Regions from separate parts of the Ovis aries genome. Here region 1 is linked to region 2. The links are chromatin contacts, called in public Hi-C maps. All regions are on one chromosome and are shown on one strand. The core of a region is the stretch at or near the end of the contact, and the rest is flanking DNA. Distances in the headings are between cores, read along the strand shown.

The links. Hi-C and Micro-C count contacts between places; a contact is called where the count stands out from the background.
Region 1: a contact with region 2 is called in a Hi-C map of liver, with 2.4 times the contacts expected there. The contact joins two enhancer-like sites. A contact is called at or near these places in 3 of 16 Hi-C or Micro-C datasets (hypothalamus, liver and tail adipose tissue).

The regions. Positions count from the first base shown.
Region 1 is chr15:51,381,398-51,384,910 of ARS-UI_Ramb_v3.0, forward strand. No RefSeq gene overlaps it. Among named protein-coding and RNA genes, the nearest start is that of FCHSD2, 29 kb to the left of the region's middle. Within about 2 kb of position 1,739, at least 6 of the 54 cell types and tissues checked have an H3K27ac peak or open chromatin away from gene starts, as enhancers often do. A contact at or near this core is called in liver, where this site is marked.
Region 2 is chr15:51,113,336-51,116,815 of ARS-UI_Ramb_v3.0, forward strand. The region is part of intron 13 of FCHSD2 (FCH and double SH3 domains 2); the gene reads right to left. Among named protein-coding and RNA genes, the nearest start is that of ATG16L2, 38 kb to the left of the region's middle. Within about 2 kb of position 1,271, at least 3 of the 54 cell types and tissues checked have an H3K27ac peak or open chromatin away from gene starts, as enhancers often do. A contact at or near this core is called in liver, where this site is marked.

The DNA of each region.
Region 1 (3,513 bases), core at 489-2,988, 270 kb after region 2:
AAAAGACTTGTTCTATGAGCCATGAGCTGTAGGACAAGATGTACTTGGAGAATCTGGCCCTGCTAGAACAGATAACCATGGGTACAAGCGACAGGGAAACCTTACTGAAAAAGGCACAGACTCCCCAGATGCTGGATTGCCTATGCTGGATATTTTCCATTCCCTAGCCTTCCCCACTCTGCTCTCTGCCCCAGGAGGCTGACCTGGGTGGACTTAGTTAACAGAAGTGCTTGCTTCTGGCTTCAGGCTGGGCTTGGCCAATGGAGATCCCAAGAAGGGAGGAGAGTGAGGGCAGGGTAATTTACTCCCTTGGCTCCCTTCTTGTGGCAGTGACTTGGGTTGGCTCTGTCCCTCACCTAAAGGTCACTGCTCCTCTCGAAGAGGCTGACTCTATGTGACTGTCTCATTCCAGGTTCTAGTAACTGCTCCTCACCCGCCTTGGCCAGTCAGGCCATTCTGTTACTACCAGCTCCAGGTTATCGCACTTCACGTTCCCCTATACTCAGACTTCCCTGGTGGGCCCATGGTTAAGACTCCTCACTTCCACTGCAGGGGGCATGGGTTCCATCCCTGGTCCCCAGTTGGGGAAGTTTCACGTGTTGCACAGTGCAGCCAAAAAGAAAAAAAAAATTTTTTCATGAAAGAAAGAAAAGAAATCTCCTCCATTTTCCACTGAGTGGGCCATCTGGGTCTTGCTGGGCCCCTAAATGATGCTATCTCTGAAATTCTTCCTGTTAACTGAGTGGGAGGAAGAAGAAGGGGAGGTGAGTTGGGCAGTCCTCAGAGAATAAGAAACAGCAGCAGAGTTCTGGCTAGAGGAGCCGGTGCCAACTGGGGAGGCAGAAGGGATGCTGATATACCCAGCCTCCTGAGTCTGCTTTCCTGGCAGGAGACATGGGCTGATGCAGGCAGGAGGCTAGCAACTAATAGACAGTTTTGCAGAGTCAGACTGAAGCTCAGGCTAAAGCCCTGGGCATCCCTTCTTCCACTGAGGAGAGTCTGGTACCCAGGAGGATTGGCACTTGCTGGCCCCTACTTGCTAATCAGATTGAAGGGCAAACTAATGAATGTAAAGGACTTAGGAATTTGAAACACTCCAGCACTTATTTTCACTGTGATCAGGAAAGCCATCTTGTGGTAGATGTACCTCTGAGCTAGTTCAGCTAAATACATCATTTTTCCCCTTTATAGTAGATGGAGAGCTCAGAGCTGAGGCAGGCAGGGGCCTACTTAGTGTTGGAGAAAGGCGGGGATCAAAGATGTGGGCATAGGGCTCATCTCTGAAGTAAGAGAGAAGATCCTGGCTGAAAATTCCACTGTGGCTTTCCAGGCCCTTTTAAATGCTAATTCTTCCCCATTTCAACCAATAGAGGTTCTAAATCTCCCAGATTTCTCTTCCCCATCAAAGCTAAGCAAGTGGATATGGAAGACAGAGGAGGGAGAATAGAGACATCCAAGAGCTTCCTTGAAGAGACTGGGGTGCCTGCACAGGGGGAGAGGGGCTTCTCGATACTCTCTCTGAGCTAGAACCCTGCAGGCTCATGCTGGTGCTGCTGCCTGAATAAAGTGTAGGGAGAAAGCTGGGCTGTGGGCAGGGAGGACCCCGGGCTGTGTTCCCATGAGACAGGGGTTGTTTGTGAACACAGATAGTGGATTAGAGCATTCTGGAGATAAGCTCATGGAAGGGCCTGTGTCAGCAAGCTTGTCAAAACCAGGATATGGTGGAGGAAAACAGGGCCACCCCTCCCAGTTCCTCATACTTCCCATGGCTCCTTATGAAAGAGTATGAGGGTCAGAGGAGGTACAGGAACCAGATGGCCAATCAGCAGGCACAAGGCCAAGCAGTAGGACCCCTGATCCGAGGGACGGGCTGGGGACTAACCAATGGTAGGGACAAAGGGAGGCCAGGTGGCCCCTATCTGTGGGGATCCTTGGTAAAGAGGGGGCCAATGTAGAGCTAAACAGCACCCAAAAAACCACACACATCCCCTCTGTGGAGGCCACCATATCACAGAGGCCATCAAGGCCAGAAGGAACCAGAGCAAGACCAGGGAACCCTCTCTACTGCAGGTTGAAGTTGGGCTGGCAGGAGATCTTGTCAAGCTTCCTCCCCACCTCCAGGAGTTAGTGACCAGCAAAGAGCAGAGTGTGTCATTGGTACATCATGGTCCATTCCCATGCTAAGCCCCTCTAGTCACAATTCTAGGCTGGATAGCGTAAAAGAATCGCTATGAATTGGATAGGAGACTGAAATTTTAAACTTCGCTGGTCTGAGTTTAAATAACTGAATGAGACTAGAAAGTTATAAAAACTCTATCTATGATGTTAAAAAAAAAAAAAAGAGGAAAGAGTAAAGGGAGTAATTAGGAAGGAAAAAAGACCCAGAATTGCTTCATGCTGTCTGCCTCAGCAGGTTGAATGGAACTCCTTGACAATCACTTTCAATAACAAAATGGCCACTGGCCTCTCACCTCCAAAGGATGCATCCCAACCCCCCCCCCCCACCCCACCCCGAGCGAAACAGAGCTTGTGAAACAGGGTGCCTGCAAAAGTCCCAAGTTTCACTCTGGCTGGTCACCTCGGGGGACAAGCCTCTCCTGAACCAATCACTGTGGCCAAGAGATGGAATGTACTGACTGGTCCAGCTTAGGTCTTATTTCCACCCCTTGAGCTGGCTTCCCTGGGACCACAGGGTTCCCTAAAGGGATGTATGAACTGCAGAAAAGAAGAAAGGGAGGATGAACTGGGCAGGAGTTTTGTGTTGGTGATTCTCCCCATTCATTCCTCTGAGAGCAAAATGTTTCTGCCCCAGGAAGAGAGTCGAAGTAGAACTAAAATTTCGGCTGTTTTGTAATTCCCATTATAAAGGCCATTGGCATTCTTAAAGACGATGTGGCATGGTGGGTTGCAGCAGCAGGGCAGAATTAAATATCCCTGAAGTAAGAAAAAGGAGGGAAAGGGAGAATGAGATGGGCATGAGCTCTTTGGGGCATCCAGGGGCCTGAAGGCTGGGAGGGGCGTCACAGTGAAGGAGTGGACTGCTCCTGGGAGAAAAGTCACGGCTCACGGGGATTTTCTAAAGTCAAATTGTGAAAGTGAAAGTGAAGCAAGCCACGATAAAAGCACTCTAGTTTTCCATGTGAAATCATCAGTTAAAAAGTCAGTCTCTAGGGAGCTCAGCTCGTTACTCTGATAGCCTAGAGGGGGTGGGGTGGGAATGGGGAGAGGCTAAAGAGAGAGAGGGGATTTATGTATGTGTATAGCTGAGTCACATTGTTGTGACTAACACAGTAGAAACTAACACAACATTTTAAAGCAATTACACTCCAGTTTAAAAAAAAAAAAAATCAGTCTCTTTAACTACAGACCAGAGTGGGAGGCTCAGCGACCAAATGCAATGTGGTATCCTGGATTGGATCCTGGAAGAAAAGAGGACATTGCTGGAAAAACTGGTGAGAGTCAATTAAAGTCTGGAGTGTAGTTAATAGTCACTAGCAGTGTTAATTTCTTAGA
Region 2 (3,480 bases), core at 21-2,520:
CTGATAAAAAGAGTTCTGGAGACGGATGATGGCTACTGGACTTTGTATTTTAAAATGGTTTAAATGATGAAGTTTATGTTTCATATATTTTGCCACAGAAAAGGGCACAGTTTCTTTCGAAATGTAATTTCAAGGAAAATAAATGAAAATAAATCCAGTTTCAAGGTATATTACTGCCCATAGCTAAAAGGCATATATTAATTAAAATGGTATTAAGTGTAAAAATCTATTTATCTAGAGTATTGTCTATTGCATTAAAATGCAAATAACACTTAAATGAGTATAAACATCTGACAGAGGTAGGCAGAGTAAGAAGGACTAAGACTGGAGAACATAGGAGATGGGCTTGTTCTATACACCTCTGAACTATAAACAAAAAGTAAGTTTTACTTTTTAAACTAAAATCCAGCAAAGAAGAAACAAAATCAGCTCAAAGGTTTCTTGGTTTCTAGCTACATACAAACACTTATTTGGCTACTTTTCCCAATGTTCAAACATACAAAGGCATTAAGGTTTACACAGTAAGAATATAAGGAATGGGCAGTCAGAATTGGGCCTTATGGTAGGACAATTAATTAAAATAATCAAACACCTACTAAATGCTGAACACTAAGCTAGGCTCTGAGATATGAAATGAAGGACACAGTCTGCTTTGCGGGAGTTCACAACCTAGAGTGGGAAGTCAGCATACCCAAACGCTAAGTGCACAGACAGCCCTGTGAGTGAGGAGTGACTCGAGAAGGTCAGAGCAGATCTCTGTCCCTGGGATTCTCCAGGCAAGAATACTGGAGTGGGTGGCCATGCCCTTCTCGAGGGTATCTTCCGACCCAGGCATTGAACCCTCTTACTCTCCTGCATTGGCAGGCAGGTTCTTTACAACTAGCGCCACCTGGGAAGCCCTCAAACTAACAAACACATTTACATATACTTGGAAGATGCCTTTATACTCTAGAAAAGGTTACAGACAACTGTGGGCACAAAAAGCAAAACAAAACACCCATACATCCATAACAAAATTAAAGCCAATGTGGGTAGAGCGAGTTTCCAAAAATACAGCATAAGGAATGTTAATATGTACTGTGTTTTGGCACTGGGAATCAATTCAAAATGTTTCATCGTGGCAATGTTATCTGATACTAAGCATTCTTTCTTTCTTCTTTATTTTGAATTCATTTTTTGATTCTCACAGAAGGGAATGGAAGGTTGCAGTGACGGCAGCAGGGGTCACTGCTACATGCTTTTGCACTGCTCTTGCAGTTTTCCAAAGTATGTCATCTCAGGACAGCTTCTTCCTTTTTCCTCTTCCACCTTCTGTAACTTAACTGTTGCAATGTTTCCTTTTTTTTTTTTGTTTTTTAAACTGTTGCAATGTTTTCTTGACCTAGCATTTCTAAAAGCACATTCTTCCTGTTTCCTAACTGCTCACTTATCCCTTTTCCTTCCTGTCACCGGACAGAATTTTAATCAAAACTATTCTTTCCAGTGGTACTAATAATTTTCCTTTCTGGGATGTTGTAAAATGCTTACTGTTATTGCAACGGCAGATAAGAAGAACCTTTCTGAGTTGGTTTTAGTAGCTGACCTCATACTCAGCAAATTACCTCTGAAGGGCTTCATCAGCTTTATGGATCTGACAGACTTGGGTCTGAATGCTGACTATGTCATTTACTTGCTATATGACCTTGGGCAAATTATTTGATTTCTCAACTTCAATTACCTCATCTCTATAATGAAGACAATTACTTCTTAACAAAGTTATCATGAGGATTAAGTGAGGCAACACTTAAACCCTTAATATATGCTTGGTACAAAGGAGACACTTAATACATAATTGTTGTTTTTATGAGGAAAGGAGAAGATAGATTTAAAAAAAAATCTGGTGATCTCCAGCTTAGAGGAAGACAGCTCCCTGTAAGTGGCTAGGAGAACCTCTGAATTCCATCTAGACAGAAAAGTGATCACAGTGAACATCATTCCAAATACAACACAGGTATATTATAAAAGATGATGTTGAAAATATCAGCCAAATGGATTTCTGTTTCCAGGCAAGATGGAATATCAGGGACCAGGTTTAAACCTTCCAGACACAGCTAAAAAACTGTTCAAAATTTACAAAATAACAGTTTTCAAGACACTGGACATTATGTGATGAAGAACAGTGATCCTTTCGGGAAACAAACAATTTCCCCAACCTACTATCTGAAAAAATTTTCCAAGATGAGATACAGCAGGAGAGAACCCAGGAAGAGGTTGGTGACCTACTGGAATTGAAGACACGAAACTGGGACTTCAGGAAGGCCAAAGTGGCTAGGGTTTGCACAGTAATGAAGAAAAGAGAAATGCATAGAGAGAACTCTGGAAATCTACAGAGGGTCCTCCTTAAGTCTTCAGCTAAGTACTGATAAGCACATGTACATCAAGAACTACCCAAAGCCACTGAAAGAACCCCTCAAAGGATTAGAGGGAACCATCCTCAGCATTCACATAGGCCTGGGAATATTTCCTGTTCCCTCTTAACAGAGCAGGAAACCTCACAAGGCATAGAGCATCAAGTAGAGAAATAAAAAAATCAGTAAGGATGCGGAAGACTTGAACAACACTACAAACCAATTTAACTGACGTTTATAAAAGATAACACCTAACAATAGCAGATTATATTTTCTTTTCAAGTACACTTGGAACATTTATTGATATATATCATATAATGGGCCACAAAACAAGTCTTGATAAATTAAAAATGATTCAAGTACGTTATCTGACCACAGTGGAAATAAATTATGTCATTAACAGAAAAGTATCTGTAAAATTCCCAAATATTTGGAAACTCAATAATACTTCCAAACAACCCATGAAACAAAGAAGAAATTAAAAGGCCAATTAGAAAATATTTAAAATTGAATGGAAATAATAACACAATGTATCTGGGTTTGCGTGGTGGTGCTTAAGCAACATGTAGTGGGAAATGTTTAGTATGACATGCCTATACTGAAAAAGAAGTAAAGTCTCACATCAGTGAGCTCAGCTTCCATGTTAAAAATATTAGGAAACAGCAAATTAAGTCCAAATTAATCAGGAAAAGGAGATAATAAAAAAAATGAGAGCAGAAATCAGTAAAATAAAAAAAACAGAAAAACAACAGGGAAAAAAGTCAGTGAAATCAAAAGCTGTTTTGTTTTTTGGTGACGATATATTGAATTTATAAACCTCTAGTAGGATGATCAAGGGGAAAAAAAAGGAGAAACAAATAACCGACATCAAGGAGTAGGAGAAGTGATATCACTACAGATCCTCCAGACAATCAAATAATAAAAAATATTATGAATGACGTTATGCCAATAAACGTGGCAACTTACATGAAGCCAACAAATTCTTTGAAAGACACAAATGATCAAAGTCCATTCAAGAAGACTAAGTTGAAGAACCCTATCTCTATTAAAGAAATTGAGTTTGTTGCTTAATAAAACACTCCCACAAAACTTC